Linked DNA regions of Danio rerio: region 2 is linked to region 1. Evidence: chromatin contacts called from public HiChIP or PLAC-seq data. All regions are on one chromosome and are shown on one strand. The core of a region is the stretch at or near the end of the contact, and the rest is flanking DNA. Distances in the headings are between cores, read along the strand shown. Region 1 overlaps sox5 (SRY-box transcription factor 5). Region 2 has its middle 34 kb from the start of dnai7.

Region 1 (4,821 bases), core at 1,258-3,757:
AAAGTGTCTGTGTTCAGTTTTCCACAAGCTCCCTTACCAGCCAGCAGGACTTTACCCATGTGTTCTTTTACGCAAACTATTCATTGAAATATAGCAAGTAGCTGTAGTGTTTTCTGTTTTCTTTCACAGACCTATCGTTTTATCATTATCATCAGAAGACACTGGTGTTCATTTAATTTTGCCTGTTGAATTTCAAAGTGACAGTAGCCATTGATTTACATTTTAAGAATCACCTTTATCCTGGATGCCCTGAGCTGCAGTAAACTCAGTCATTTTTCTAATCTTTAAATATCTTCCACTGAGCTGTCATAATGTGTTCAGGATTGTCTTGAAATTGGATGTACAGTAATTCAGAGGACAGCTTTGTGATTCTTTGTTTTGTGTAGTTATATTTTGATTGTTTCACAAAAAGGACTACAAGAATGGACACTAAATATAAGCTCCACTCTTACATTTGTGATTTGATGAGGGGGGTTGATTGCTGACTGGCAGACTGAAATGTTTGATTGTCATGAAACCCCACAGTCATGGTGACAAGACTCTCACATTGTGACATCTTATAAACATTTGCGTTCAAAAGCATAAGTGCAAACAAGTATACAGTCCTAATACTGGACATGCACATACTGTATATATATGAAGACTCACCTGGATCTGTTGCTGCAGGAGGTTGATTTTGTGTTGTTGCTGCAGAAGTTGCTGCTGTTGTCGTGCAATCTGTGGACAGAACATGTCAAACTGTCAAACATGTCAAACTCTTCTCCAATAATAGAGAACATTATTTGTGTAGATAGAGATTGGGATGAGTGAATTGTTGATGGTGCACTGTTTGAAACTCTTGGGTGTGTTTTTGTATTTTAGACATATTTGCTAAGGAGTGGCGCCTAGTCCTGGAGCGTTGTGCGCTTGTGCATGTTTATGTGTATGTGTACAGGGGTGTGTAAGTAAATGTGTTAATACAGATCTGTTTTCTTTTGTAAAACTAAGCTCCCCAGAAGCAACTATGCACACAACAAAGCCCAAGCACTCTCTTCTGTATGCAAACACCTTTAGTCTCCTGCTTGTGTGCTGGAGGGGACCTAAATGTTTCTCATACACTTACAAGCGGGATGGAGAGAACAGAAGGTTTCTTTATGAATTTGGTTCAAAGTGGAGAATCTTACAAACTGTACCTTTCATAAATATATGCAAACACACAGGTTTCCTAGACGTAATGATTTTTAGACTGTACAGATTGTTTGGTTTGTCATTCCCTTAAACATTCTACAGATTTACATTTTCATAATGATTAATTCTGGTTTATTTATGAGCCATTCTCTTCATGGGGACCAAAAGAGGAAAATTAAAATAATAATAATAATGTTTAAGGTCCCCGTAATGTTTTAAATACCAGCATTACATGCACAGACAACTTTGGTATGTGTTCTGTAATCTGACATACCACAGGGGTCAATTTTAAAAATGTCTGCTACTTTTAAGACAAGTTTCAGATCAATTTTCTTTCTGTTCTTTTAGCAGTAAAATGCATTGCTAAGTGGCATACTTACAGAACACGTACTTACATACCTATCAGAAAACAATTGTTGGTAATAATTTTTGACCATTGAGACTACATTACTCACCAAGCCTTGTGTTTTATTGCATTGTGCTTGGTTAATGCCTATATTGCATATTTACAATCAGCCTACATTGCCCTCTGGTCATTGTTATTTGGCTTCATTTGAAAAAGTTTGGATAAAACTGAATATAACTAGTGAGACATGCGCATGACGAACATTGTAAATATTTGCTGACCTGGTCCTGTTGCTGTTTTGCTAACTCCATTTGCTGGCGTTGTTTTTCAATCTGTGAAGCAGCCAGTTTCTTCTGCTCCTCGTGGGCAGCCAGTAACTGCTCTCGGAGACTGCTGAGCTGCGTGATCATCCCCATCAACTGCCGCTCTTTCTCCGCCAGACTGTCCGGGGTGCCTGCAAGGGTTAAAGGACACAGGCCACAGGTCAAAGAGCTAGTCCAGGAAGCATTGTGCCCAGATGTGCTCCTCCCGAGATGTGCTATCACCCTGATGTTTACCTAGCCTTCGCTACACATTTAGCATGAGCTGACCTCCGACCTCGAACTAAAGCTGAGAACGCTCTGACATACGAGCAGCCCCAGAGCAGACGGCAGGAGGGGAAGACTAAATCACTCAACAGGATGTAGTCGCACTGCGGTATTACCCCAGACTACCACCAATCAAAAATTGTGTGTGTGTTTGAGTGCACTAAACCCCTAAAGCGTTCAAATGTCCAAATGAGCACGTCTGTTAATGAGTTCATGTGTGTGCAATTGTGTGTCTGAGGTCATATATCTGTGCTAAAACACACACACACAGACACACGTCTGCAGGCCCCACAATCACCCATTGTTCTCGGTCTCTACCTTCTGAGGGGCCACATTCCACACCAGGGAAAAACAGATGATGAAGAAAGCTAGAGAAAGAAGGGAGTCATAGCAGCTGACCTGACCCTTTGCCCTGGCAGGAAGGTGAGAGTAGGCTCCATTTGTAACCCCTTCACAAACACACACACACAGACTCAACAATGCACAATAAAGGCAACTGTCACAGTTGGCCAGTTGGAAAAATAAACCTGCAGCTCCCTTTAACAGCTCCCAGACTGGGCTTTCACAAGAGGGTGTGCATGTGAGCCGGCCTGGGACAAGGGAAGGCCTTGTGTGAAAAGTGACGAGTCTTCCAGAGAAAGGAGGCATCAAAGCGATCTTTCTTTCCTGCTTTCTTTTTGAGACCCTGTTGCTCATACTAGGACTGGATCTGAATGGTTAAAATAGACATTTTTATAGCTATATTGAAGTATTTTAATTTATATATTTAATATATTTTTTAATTTCTTTTAACTTGATGCTTTGAAGGTGGTTCACTTAGATATTAACACCAAAAACATCATGCAAATAATTAGTCTTGTTAATTCTTGTTAGGGCTAACAGAAAAAAAAAAGATTTTCATTGTTGTCAACCTTAGATAGAACACATTAATAATAATTTAAAATCCTTACATTTATATAGCACTTTTCTGGACACTCAAAGAACTTTACACATTTTTTGAAGGGAATCTCCTCATCCATCACCAGTGTGCAGCATCCACCTGGATGACGCGATGGCAGCCAGATCGCACACCACTTGGCGATTGGCGAAGAGTGATATGGGGATGGTTAGGAGGCCATAATGGACAGTGGGAAAATTCTCTGATTCTCTTCTCGATCTCATCCGAAATACTGGGGCGTGAGGACCCACACAGACTGCAGGTTGAGCACCCCCTGCTGGTTTTACTAATGTCACTTCCGGCAGCAATCTAGCTTTTTCATGTGGCTTTCCTTTATATCCAAATACTGATCGTGCTGACCGTCTGCCCAGGTACTGACCCTGCTTAGCTTCAGTGGGCAACTATGTGAGAGTCGGCTAGTTACACATGAACATATTATACATTCAAATAGTGTCGTGACCCCTGTGCTTGGTCCAGATTTTTTTTACCACATGGGTGAACCCTAAAGAATCCATTGAGAATGCGTCTTAGCATTGTTAGTAGACATGCTCCTAAAACAACTAGTCAGACAAACTACCAACTAGATTCAATAAGATGCTTTGTGCATGCCAAACTCAGTAAGACTCTCAGCAAGATTCACTTACTAAACCGAACCTTTGACATAATATACTCTGGATGCACTAAGACTAGGGTTGACAGAAGGTGTTTATACACACACATAAGAAAACAGACCAGCCTCATCAATCACAACCGAAGGCTTTTTACCTCGGCTACTGAAAGTTCAGCTTTGGATCAATAAGTGGTTTCCTCTCTCTCTAAACATCCTAGGGCTGCCTTTACTGCCTTGCCTCATGTCACAAACCACAGTAATTAACCAATTTGTAACAATGTAATACCTGTCAAGCAGCTCTCACTGCTAATTAATGACTGGGCTTAAAAGATAAATCCCTAAAGCAGCACAGTGCTGTGTTACATGAGGGAGAGGAGGAGAGAAAGAGCTTAGCCCGAGGCTCTTATTGTCCATTACCACTATTCATTCCATGTTTCTTCTCTCTTTCAATCTTTTTCGTTCTGTAATCATCTCTTGTGTGGATAATGTAGGCTGTTGATTACTGTATACTACTTTTAGTTGACTTTTTAAAGTACAGTTCTCTATTAAATTAATAGATCTCGTCTTTAATGTCTGTCAGTACAGTGCTTCAGTATTGCAAACATATATATGTTCGTATTACCGTATCAGGGAGTAATAAAAAAGCAATAGCATTTTATGAACATTAGAACTTCACTAACTGGAGTGACACTTATCTTCATTTGTAATGCTGACAATGACACATCCTTCGACCAAATCACAATCCCAAAGACATGTTGGAATATTTAATTAACAAATTGATCCCACAGCCTTGAAATTTGTTCCTGATTGGCTATAATGTGCAGACTTTTATTTGTTTGCTATCAGCACTTTATATTTTAAAAACCTTGTTTACTTTACATAATTTAAAATGACATGCTTAGACACTTTTGTGTGCCTGCTCTTATCTTAAAGGGTACACACACAGAGAGCGAGAGAGAGAGAGAGAGAGAGGACAGTGTAGGGAAGGCCCTCTGCAACCACTAGTCATTGGTGGTCGTGGCAGGGATGCTCTCTTGCTGAAATGTCATCACAGTGGGGTTACCGCACCGACAGCTTGATCAATGGCGTTCCCTTTTGTGCTCCAGGAGTGTGAACAAGCTTCATTTGATTAAATATTTCTGAGCCACTTAATGAAGTACATTTACTCCCGAGT
Region 2 (4,821 bases), core at 1,023-3,522, 190 kb after region 1:
GGTCACCCAGAATGAATTATTGTTAATATAATTTTAAATACAGCTTTATTTAAAAGGAAAATTCACCAATCGGGATAGTTCACTAAATGATTTAAATTTTTGGTTAATTTAACCACACTTAGGCTAAGATAGGTGACTTTTTTCATTATCAGTTTGATGATTTTTTTTAAAGCTGAAACATATATATATATATTTTTTTTTTAATTTTAAAATAAAATTTTTAATTTTTAAAAAAACATTTTAAGGTAAAATTATTAGGCCCTTTAAGCAATATATTTTTCTATTGTCTACAGAACAAACCATCGTTATACAATAACTTCCCTAATTACCCTAACGTGACTAGTTAACCTAATTAACCTAGAAAAATATCTAGTAAAATATTATTTACTGTCATCATGGCAGAGATAAAATAAATCAGTTACTAGAAATTAGTTATTAAAACACTATCACGCTTAGAATTGTGATAAAATCTACTCTCCGTTAAACAGAAAATGGTTGATCTGTGCAAGAAATTTAAAAGGATTTTTCACCCAAAACTGAAAATTCTGCAATTTACTCACCCTTCACTTGTTCCAAACCTGTTTAATTTAATTTCTTCTGTAGAACACAAAGTAACAACCGACTTCTATAAATATACATGTTTTTCCTTCTGTGGAATTCAGTGGTAACAAGTTTTCAACTATTTTCAAAATATCTTCTTTAGTAATCACTGGAATAAAGAGAGGAACTTACAAATGATTAAAACCACTTAAGGTTGAGTAAACTAAAGGGTGAATTTTTTGTGTGTGTGTGAATTATCACTTTAACATCATATAAAACACTATAATCTTTAACCTACAGACTCTGCAAGTAGTCCTACGTGTGTTCATGACAGTCTGGAGTGTATATTAAACATTGGGAATCTGTGAGAAGACTGAGATCACACACACAAATAGTCTTCCTTTTATATATAGTTTGCAGCACAAGAAAAAAAAATTGATATGTATTTTATGAATCATCAGATGTCACAGCTTCAGCAATAAAAATGAACAATTTAATGTTCTACTATAGAAAAAAAAAGTGTCCTTCAAAGAATGAAGATGATCAAGTTAACAAAAAGCGCAAACTATCCCTTTAACCCACATTCTCATACCACTCAAATTGTCCCTACTTTAACTGTATCCTACCTCAATAGCAGCAAAAATCTTGCTATTCAATGCAACTTTAACATTATTTATTTTTTCCAAACAGTTTTAGTATATTTAAGTAGTTAAAGACACCTATATAGAGTGGGGTCTGAAAAATTACGCACAATTATTTCATAGACATAACACATCACAGTAGCAGAGAAAACAGGTGTCATTCATTAATAACTGATAATTGTTTTAAAGTGTATTTACAGTATGTGGGCAGGAAAAAACATCTTCACACTTTTTTTTAGCATTAAAAACATGCACTAAAAACGCACATCAATTCTGTGACTAAAAATTAGTGAGACTTATTGTAAGGTCACTTACCTATTCAGGTTTCTATAAATATATATATACAAGCAAAAAAATGTAGTTTAACACATTCTACGTTTCTAAGGTGACCAGGAGTCTATTAATCTATTATTACTTTTTAACAACTTGAAAGTGTTCTCCAGTGAAAGAAACAAAACGTTAATTTTGTTTCAGAAGAAAAAGTGGTCAAGTGACACAGCGTGACCCACACAAGATGTTTTAATGAATTAATGTGTATTTATTTAATATTATATTAAACTCAACAAAAGTTACTTTTATTTTTAAATCATAAACATATTTCACAAAATGACTGTATTTTGGATCAAGTACTGCAGCCTTGGTAAGCATAAGAACTATTGAAAAACACAACACATTGTGGCCCACGGCATATTCAAAATTAAGAAAGAAAAATCCGAGTTCAACTTACAGATGAATCATGATTTCTGCATTAAAAAGTCTGTGCAAGGTTAATACGCAAATCCGTCCGCACACAAGGTTAATGAAACAGACCCAAACTCTTCATTCATTCCCTGAACATATTCCACAGACTTTTCCAGTTTTCTGGATATTTGCATGTCCCAGAATAGCTCATTTATTCAGAAGGGCTGAGAGAGGGCAGGGGAGGGGGGCGGGTGGGGGCAAGCCGCTGACCTGCCACAGAACTGGAACTGCCAGGAATGATCCTCAGATCCCATCCAACTAAACTCAAACACTGGACCCCACTAGTAGAAAGAGTTCAGTAAGCTCTAAGAACCAATAAGCACAAGGCACAGATGCACAAGCATCCAATCGGAGCCCTGGATGTGTCCCGAACTGGGGCAGGGAGCACAAGCATCACGGGTCACACACAGCTGTGCGGACGTCCGGCCCAAAGCCACCAGAGCGACGGCCCGAACACATGGCCAGAGTTTCACCGCTGGGCTGCCTGCACAATCCGAGCCCAGAAACTCAGTTACTTTGTTCTCACTACATCTCCCCCCCCACACCCCTCCTGATAATGACGACCTGTCCCAGATTCTGTGGGTATGAGAAGAATCGCATCAGTTGTATGTCAAAACACAATCACAATACGCTTGGCAGGCGACTCGCAAGAATAGAGCAGTGGGGAGAGATTTCTCTCAATTTGCCAACAATTGAATATTTTATGGTTTCGTAAAGAAACTTAGTGTCTTTCATCCATTCTAATCCTGACCTCAAAATTGGGGTATTTCGGTTCCCAATCTATTTCTGCCATTCTGTAAGCCAGCTTCTGCATGGTTAAGTAGAGACAATGTTAAGACAAGCCTTTTAAGCCCATTAGCCTTATAATTCATATGTCTTGGCAAATGCTATTCAGTGTAGTCCAAGATCTGCTAGCACTATCTTCCTGCTGGCTTTTTGGAGAGAGGGGAAGAGAGAGAGAGAGAGAAAGAGGGAGAGAGGGAGAGAGAGAGAGAGAGAGAGAGAGAGAGTATAAGTAAGGGAGGTGGGAGGAAGTGCAAGCTTTTCACTCGCGATGAAGAGAGGGAGATAGAAATGGAAAAGTATGCTCTAGCAGGCTGCCACATGTTGAAGAATTTGTTTACCGTTTCCTGTCCTGTGATCAACACACAGTTCAAACGGGCAACAGAGGAGATGTGGTGGGCGAAAAGGATTCAGATCTGTTCTTCTGTTCCTGAGGGTCAACCCACCTTACAGGGACAGTTAACCCAAAAAACCAACTGTGTCATCTTTTACTCACCCTCATGTTGTTCCAAACTCTTTTGAATTTTTTTCTCATGCAGAACAAAAAAAGGAGAATTTTTTTTCGGGGAATAATTACTAAAATACATGTATAACACTTTTACAACATATATTTAACAATGCAAAATTAGGGGGGAAACGCAATCTCTACAGAAGCGTTTTTAATGCTGTGTAATGGGGGAAAAAAAATTAAAAAGAAGACTTGACTACAATAGTTAGGCACACAATACAAAGAAAAAGATGAATGCAAAAAAGTCAGATTAGGTCCTGTTTATACCTGATATTAAACTGTATTTTCATCAAATCCCATAACAAATGTAGGAATACAGATGTAAACAGGATCGACAGCATTTGAACTTGCCCACTTTTAACTTCTTCCACAGGTGGTCAAAAACTCATTTGATTGGATTGTTAAACACTCATGTGTTCAAACAGCCAGAAAAGACTACCTACGGTTCACCAACTGACCTAGCATGATCTATACGAGATGTGTTGTGAACAAAACGCACCAAAACAAGGTATTCCTATATCTCGGTGTTTTACATAAAGCACACAATGATCGGAATCAAATTCACTTCCTTTTCATTCACTTGTTTTCCTGCTCGCTCATAAGCCACATTTGGGTTCAAACATTATAAGTCAAATAGTGCCAGTCAGTTGCAAAGTTGTCAGCGACAGTAGTAGAGCATGACAAAATAAGAAAGAAAGCTCTTGATGTCACAAGAAAGCCGTTATAAATCAGGTAGAAACTGTAATTCCTCTCTGTTAACCACTTGTGTTCAGATGACTGAAAACACACGTAACAGGTGGAAACAGGGCCAGAATATGGACACAGAATATGCAACAAGTTGTTTTCGAATGTGTAGAATTTGCCTCAATTGCATGTTCCAACCAAGTAAAAAAAAAAACTTGACAAAAAAATATGCATGAGGTGAAAAACATCCTGTGAGCAGTGTTAGGGGTAACGCATTACAAGTAACATGAGTTACATAATAATATTACTTTTCTACAAGTAAAGTAACGCATCACTTAAAAATTTGTTATAATATTTGAGTAAATTTAACAAAAATACAAAACAACTTAATTTTTTTGTTTAATTAGTTAGCTTTTAAAAAGTAAATTGATTAATTATAATTAAGATGAGAGAATGCTTTCATTATTTTGAACACAAGAAAAAAAGGAATTGTACTTGAAAATGGTTTGTATGTCACTAATAAGACAAAAAGCAGCATTTCAAATTTCATTAATCTGTATATACACACGACATGTAGGAACTTCTCAAAAGACAACAGTATCCTACATTATTCATTTTCATTGTGTTTTTTAAGGTAAATAATGGTGTAGGTTATACAGCGTGTTGTTCATGGCAGAGCAATTTTAAAAAAACCTGCAAGTTTAGTAAGTAATCACCAGCCTCAGCCTGGTAAAAAAAAGTAACGCAAAAGTAACGCATTACGTACTATAAAAAGCAACTAAGTAACGCAAGTTACTTTTTAGGAGAGTAACTCAATATTGTAATGCATTACTTTGCAAAGTAACTTTACCTAACACTGCCTGTGAGTATATAAAGTGAGTGATGCAATGTTTCACATCTGATGTGAACCAAGCTTAAGTTCCC

Evidence for each region. HiChIP or PLAC-seq counts read pairs in DNA pulled down with a chosen protein or histone mark.
Region 2: a contact with region 1 is called in an H3K4me3 HiChIP or PLAC-seq map of embryo, with 5 times the contacts expected there. The contact joins two enhancer-like sites. A contact is called at or near these places in 2 of 18 Hi-C or Micro-C datasets (caudal fin and hematopoietic stem cells) and 1 of 4 datasets of contacts at active chromatin or transcription factors (embryo).

What each region holds. Positions count from the first base shown.
Region 1 is chr4:17,603,889-17,608,709 of GRCz12tu, forward strand. It overlaps sox5 (SRY-box transcription factor 5), which reads right to left. Exons shown (of 15, transcript NM_001033585.1): 5 at 1,795-1,967; 6 at 649-717. Among named protein-coding and RNA genes, the nearest start is that of sox5, 38 kb to the right of the region's middle. Within about 2 kb of position 2,508, at least 22 of the 62 cell types and tissues checked have an H3K27ac peak or open chromatin away from gene starts, as enhancers often do.
Region 2 is chr4:17,796,834-17,801,654 of GRCz12tu, forward strand. It overlaps a transcript of sox5 not described here. Among named protein-coding and RNA genes, the nearest start is that of dnai7, 34 kb to the right of the region's middle. Within about 2 kb of position 2,273, at least 5 of the 62 cell types and tissues checked have an H3K27ac peak or open chromatin away from gene starts, as enhancers often do.